2 separate regions of the Zea mays genome follow, and region 2 is linked to region 1. A link is a contact called in public Hi-C data. All regions are on one chromosome and are shown on one strand. Each heading gives the region's core, a stretch centred on a gene start, on an enhancer-like site or on the middle of the called end of the contact. The rest is flanking DNA. Distances are from core to core; before and after follow the strand shown. Region 1 holds the start of LOC103637423 (myosin-17). Region 2 holds the start of LOC103636230 (Protein PLASTID MOVEMENT IMPAIRED 1-RELATED 1).

Region 1 (2,983 bases), core at 183-2,682:
TTTTCTAATGGAGAAATTCTTCATGGGGAATTAGATATCGAGTTTCCATTGACATCTCTAATTTAGTTTCTTGTTAGAATTTTGGTCTAGAGCCATGCTGAACCCGCTCTCCTTCGTGTGTGTTTGGTTAGCGGGTTGATGCAGGTCAACCCGTGTTTGGTTCAAAAAGTTCGCGAGTTAGGTTGGTTCTGGGTCAAAATAATTCTTTAAGATGCAGGTTCTAGGGATTCCTCAAAAAACAAGCGAACCACTTCGACCCATTCCCTCTCCACCCCTCCTTTCACCCACGCGGCCACACCATATCTTCACCCAAGTGCAGCCTGCGGAGGGGCGCACCACCGCCGCCGGCCTGTTCTTTAGTCATCGGCTCCCCCGTCGGCCTGCCCTTCGGCGCGCTGCGCCCCGACCATGCCCGCCGTAAGAGTTCTCCGGCGTCGGCGTGCTCTCCAGTCGTTGGACTCCCACATCGATCTGTCCTCCGGCGCGCTACGCCCCCGTCTACGCCTCCCAACGACGTTGTTGTGCTGTGATCAGCCCCTGCCACCATCCACCAATACCACCTCCATATCCCCTACCGACACCACCAGGTGAGAAGTAGCGGCCCCATCTTTTGTTGTGCTTATGTATTTCTCAAATTCTGAAATAGTGTTGGTTTCATTTATTTTGAATGTTGTAATCTCATTTGGAATTAAAGATATCATCCTTAGTGTTCTCCTCGCCCCCCACTCCGGCGTGTTCTCCGGCGTCGGCGTGTTCTCCAGTCGTTGGACTCCCACATCGATCTATCCTCCGGCGCGCTACGCCCCCGTCTACGCCTCCCAACGACGTTGTTGTGCTGTGATCAGCCCCTGCCACCATCCACCAATACCACCTCCATATCCCCTACCGACACCACCAGGTGAGAAGTAGCGGCCCCATCTTTCGTTGTGGCTCCCCTCGCCCCCCCACTCCGGCGTGTTCTCCGGCGTCGGCGTGTTCTCCAGTCGTTGGACTCCCACATCGATCTATCCTCCGGCGCGCTACGCCCCCGTCTACGCCTCCCAACGACGTTGTTGTGCTGTGATCAGCCCCTGCCACCATCCACCAATACCACCTCCATATCCCCTACCGACACCACCAGGTGAGAAGTAGCGGCCCCATCTTTCGTTGTGCTTATGTATTTCTCAAATTCTGAAATAGCGTTGGTTTCATTTATTTTGAATGTTGTAATCTCATTTGGAATTAAAGATATTATCCTTAGTGTGGTAATGTGACCAGGAAGGTGATATTCAGTTCATCCTTCATTCATCCCTCATCATGAAACCAAATAAGAGACGGTGCAACTCGAACCTAATTCAACCCGGTAAGCGGTAACCAAACAAAAAATTAGGTTTAATTCACCACTTAAACCAAATAAGAACTAGTCCCGTTCAACCAACAAAAATGGATCAGTTTCGACTCAACCCACCCCGTTCCGGACCAAACGGCAGTAGAAGTGTCGCGCGCGTGCAGCCGGGCTGGTGCGGTCGTGGTGACGACCCGATCGCGAGCGGGCGTCGCAGATTAATCCCCATTTTTCTAATTGCGTTACATGACGCCCGGCTGGCTTCGCCTGGCCGTGGGCTGTGGCTCCCCTCGCCCCCCCACCACCTCGTCTCTCTCCTCCTGTCGTGCCCGCGGTCGCGTCCCCTTCACCACCACCCCACCCGCCTCCGCGTCGCTTGTGCTGCTGCCACCGCCGTGAGCCTCCACCACGGGCGCCACGCGTTCCCGGGGGCGGATCGCGCTGCCGCAAAGGCGATCGGCGAGTGACCCAGGGGAGGAGATCGCCCGTCGGCGCCGCAGCTGCCGCCGCAGACCGAGCCGCGTTTCCTCCCGTCCGGTTCCATCGCAGCTCCTGTCTGGGCCAGTCCGTTGAGGCAGGGCGGGGCGGCTCGATCGCCCGCAGATGAATCATGGTGCGTCGCTGGCCCTTATGTTTCTGTTTGTTTGTTATGATGCTGATGTGTCCGAGTGCGAGATTGTCTTCTTCCGTTGGCGTCTGTTTTTGGCTGGGTTTGGAGCAGTATTCTGTGGTTTTGCAACTCGTGTTTTGGGGAAAGTGAAGTGAGTTTGGAGTTGGCCTTTTCCGGAATTTGGAGCTTTCAATTCAATTTATTGAAGCCACGAGCTGGTTCGATTTCTCTGGTACATTTGTTGGATAAGCTGAATTATAGTTTTCTCGTGCAAAAGCAGAATGGAGCCATCACAAGTAGCTCATTTGCGCTGGCAGTCCGGATCATGTCAGAATAACTGAGTTCCGAGCGGAATAACATGTTAAAGCACTAGCTCAATTTACTGGGTATATTTAGCCATATGGAGTTGAATGAAGTAAAGTTCAGTTAACTCTGGGGGATCAAACGAACTGTATAAGGCCCTAATTTGCTCCTGGTTTAGTTTCAGGATAGAAATGGACATTGCTGTAATAAGCTATACATTACATGCGATCGGACCTGGATTATTATATAAGAAAGTTGATGTGTAGTCGATATACATGTTCTGCTCTGTGAAACCCACTTACTTTTTGCAGTCCATTGAGGTGCAATAATTTGATGCACATGTATGCTAATCTGCTGATCCACCTGGAATGCAATTTCACAGGTTAAATCTGTCGCTTGTGACATTTTGCAGGCTTCAATGTTAAACATTGTCATAGGTTCTCATGTATGGGTGGAAGATAAAGACTTGTCCTGGGTTGATGGTGAGGTATTCCGAATTGATGGTCAAAATGCCCATGTTCACACAACCAAGGGGAAGACGGTATGTGTTGCCCTGCTGCTGAAGTCTGTCACACCCCTGTTTAGTTTGCTTTTTAGTTCTTCATAATTTCAGAGTTCAGTTTATGGCCCAGAGTGCTTACAATGTACTTTACTGTGTAGCAGCTTTATTCTCACGCATTCTGTGTAGTGACCTATGTTGGAAAAAACAGTGGCACCCTATGCACTGCCAGGAATTGAAAACATTG
Region 2 (2,983 bases), core at 314-2,813, 230 kb before region 1:
ATTCTCTTGTTATTAGTACAATTGAACTAAATAAGGGGTAAATGTGGAATTGATATGTTTTAGTCCCTTTTAGCACATATGTGAAGGACTAAAGACTAAATCATTTTAGTCCATATTTTAGTCCTAGTGTTTGGCAAAAAAAGACTAAATAGGACTAAAAACTAGAGACTAATCTTTAGTCCATCTAACCAAACACCACCTTAGTATATTCGTTGAACTAATGAAAAGGCCTAAATACGATTCTAGTTATTATTAAAATGCGGGGACAGAAATATCAGCGTAAGTGGGCCGTGTGTCATTAAAAATTGACAACTGAGAAACCCAGGAGAAAAGCATGCACGGATTACGTTGGCCCACAATAGCATAGCATCTGAAGACTGGAACCGAGCACGAAGTAGTGGCAGTACCAACGATAAGCAATAATGCGCCTCCACAAGCCATTCAAATTCAAACTGGTCGCTCCCGAGTCACGACTACTCCAATCAAAAGTGATTATGTGCCCGTGCACAAGTTATTAACAGCGCCAGAATTAGAGCTTTCGAAAAGTGACCGCTCGCTAAAACCAGCTACCAACCATCACGGAGCCAGGAGGCAGGAGCCATCGTGATCCGGATTAGGCCTTGTTCGTTTGTGTCGGATTGGTGGGTCGGAACGATTGCTAACTGGATTGTTTCTCTAATTTATATAAACTTTGTTTAGCGGAACGATTCCGGGTGCAATCCGACGTAAACGAACAAGACCTTAGTGAATCAAAACGCTCCCCAAGCTAGTCTAGCATATGCGTTGACAGAAACCTCGGGGCCACCTACTCCCTGATGTTGACGCACACCTAGCAGCATCCGTCGAAAATGACACTGACAACAAAGTTGCCGGGCGAGAAAGAATTAGCATTGGACTTGATTTAGTTGGAGCTAAGAAAGTTAGCTCTTAAATATGGTTCGCTTAGTTAGTTGGTTAAGGCCAGTTCTAATGCTCAACCACATATACTATACGTAGAAATCACGTTTTCATAAAAAAATTACTTTCTACAGCTAGCAGTTTCTATACCTATTAATTTACGTGAACACTAAAGGTAGAAACTACTACCTCCTTTCGTTTATATATGACGCTGATCAATTCAATTTTAAACTAAGCAGCGTCATATAAAAAAATCGGAAGAAGTACTGTTTTAATAAATAATTTTTCTAGCATGATCTTTTGTTCAATCACAAACATTTTTCCTTTGAGAAGGAGTATCTCCCTGAATTCTGTAAATAGTGGCCTTATTTGCCTCCTCCTCTCCTCTGAGTACACGATTTGTTTCCAGTAAAGCTCTTTGATGGATGGATGGATGGATGGATGTATCCTGGTCCCGCAAGTTTGGAATCAATAATATTTTCCTAGTACAATTGAAGCGGGAGTTTATGGCTCCAGTTCAAATCCACTACGTCCGTTATTCGTTTCCATTCAAGAGCTCGTCAGTCGTCTGCGACTGCACACACGACCACGGTTTTAACTGAACAAAACAAAGGAAACAAAAACAGCTCAGTTTCGAATTGGCCCTCAATTCCGACTTCCAAATCATCAACGCACTACCGTGACCAACCCACTGAAGCACCCCATCCTCCATCCAGCTCACAAACAAACAAAGCGACGAGCCGAGGCAAGCGCATTGCCCACGCCCAGCGGAATTCGAATACCCAGTGCAGTAGCAACGACAAAACAAAACGCACCACCAAAGCAACGCATCCCCCGCTCCGCTCCCCCCGTCTGCGTCTGCGTGCCGTCCCCACGTCGCCGGCCGCGCCGCCCCATCAAATCGCTTCCCGAAATTCCACCAACCCGACCCATCCCCAAGCGCGTCAGCTATGTCGTCTCGTTTTCCCCACGTCGGCGGCGGCGACCGCCGCAGGGACGACGCGGGTGACGCCGCCCTCGCCCGCGACATCGTCACGCTCCACAAGGCGCTCTCCCTCGACCCCTCCGCCCGCCGCCGCCGCTCCCTGCCGCTCCCATCCCCGTCCCCCGCCGCCACCGAGCAGCAGCGCCACAAGCCCCGGCTCAAGCCCTCCTTCTCCTCCTCCTCGTCGCGCAAGCTCCTGCCGCCCACCGCCAGCTCCTCCGCTTCCACTTCCTCGTCCTCATCCTCATCTTCGTCTTCCTTCTGGAAGAAGTCCCTGACCGCCATCTCGCACCTGGGCCGCCGCCGCGTCGACTGCGCGTTCGCGCTGCACGTGCACTCCGTCGACGGCCTCCCCGCCGCGCTCGATGGGTCCGCGGTCTCCGTCCACTTCCGCCGGATGTCCGTGTCCGCCTCCACCCGCCCCGTCGCGGCCGCCCTCGGCGCCGCCGCGTTCGAGGAGGCGCTCACGCTGCGCTCCCCGGTCTACTTCTCCCGCGGCGCCAAGGCCGTCGTCAAGTACGAGCCCCGCGCCTTTGCTGTCTCCGTCGCCGCCTCCACTCTCGACCTCGGTAAGCACGAGGTCGACCTCACCCGCCTTCTCCCGCTCTCGTTCGACGATCTCGAGGACGGCGGCGACTCCGGCTTCGGGAAGTGGAGCACCAGCTTCCGGCTGTCCGGCCCCGCCCGCGGCGCGCGGCTTAACGTAACCTTCTCTTGCTCGCTCCTCGCGGGCGGCGGCGCCAGCGAGCAGCACATGGGCGGGGAAGTGGCGGGGCTGCGGCGCGGGTCGATGGCGCGGCCAGTGTCAGTGCAAGCGCCGACGCCTTTGCCCGCGCGGAGCAGGGACGTGAGGGTTCTCCACGAGGTGCTGCCCAGCTTGAGGTCTGCCAGGCCGGTGCCTTCTTCTGTTGCTGACGGGGTTCCTGATGCGAGGAAGGAGGAGCTGGCAGCACCGGACTGCACGGAAGAGGGGTCTCCGGAGGCAAAGCACTGCACATCGGTAGAGGTTAAAAAGGGGGACTCGGTGCATCCAGATGGCGATTGGGGCACGGTGGAGTTCAATGTTGTGGAGCATGGAGTTGAGGTTGCTTCAGATGACCC

The links. Hi-C and Micro-C count contacts between places; a contact is called where the count stands out from the background.
Region 2: a contact with region 1 is called in a Hi-C map of tassel, with 3 times the contacts expected there. The contact joins the promoter of LOC103636230 here to the promoter of LOC103637423 in region 1. A contact is called at or near these places in 13 of 25 Hi-C or Micro-C datasets (ear, endosperm, leaf and 3 more) and 2 of 3 datasets of contacts at active chromatin or transcription factors (leaf and seedling).

The regions. Positions count from the first base shown.
Region 1 is chr8:158,815,649-158,818,631 of Zm-B73-REFERENCE-NAM-5.0, reverse strand. It overlaps LOC103637423 (myosin-17), which reads left to right and starts at 1,432. Exons shown (of 47, transcript XM_020542474.2): 1 at 1,432-1,937; 2 at 2,650-2,778. The coding sequence starts at 1,935.
Region 2 is chr8:159,041,922-159,044,904 of Zm-B73-REFERENCE-NAM-5.0, reverse strand. It overlaps LOC103636230 (Protein PLASTID MOVEMENT IMPAIRED 1-RELATED 1), which reads left to right and starts at 1,563. Exons shown (of 2, transcript XM_008658584.2): 1 at 1,563-2,983. The coding sequence starts at 1,848.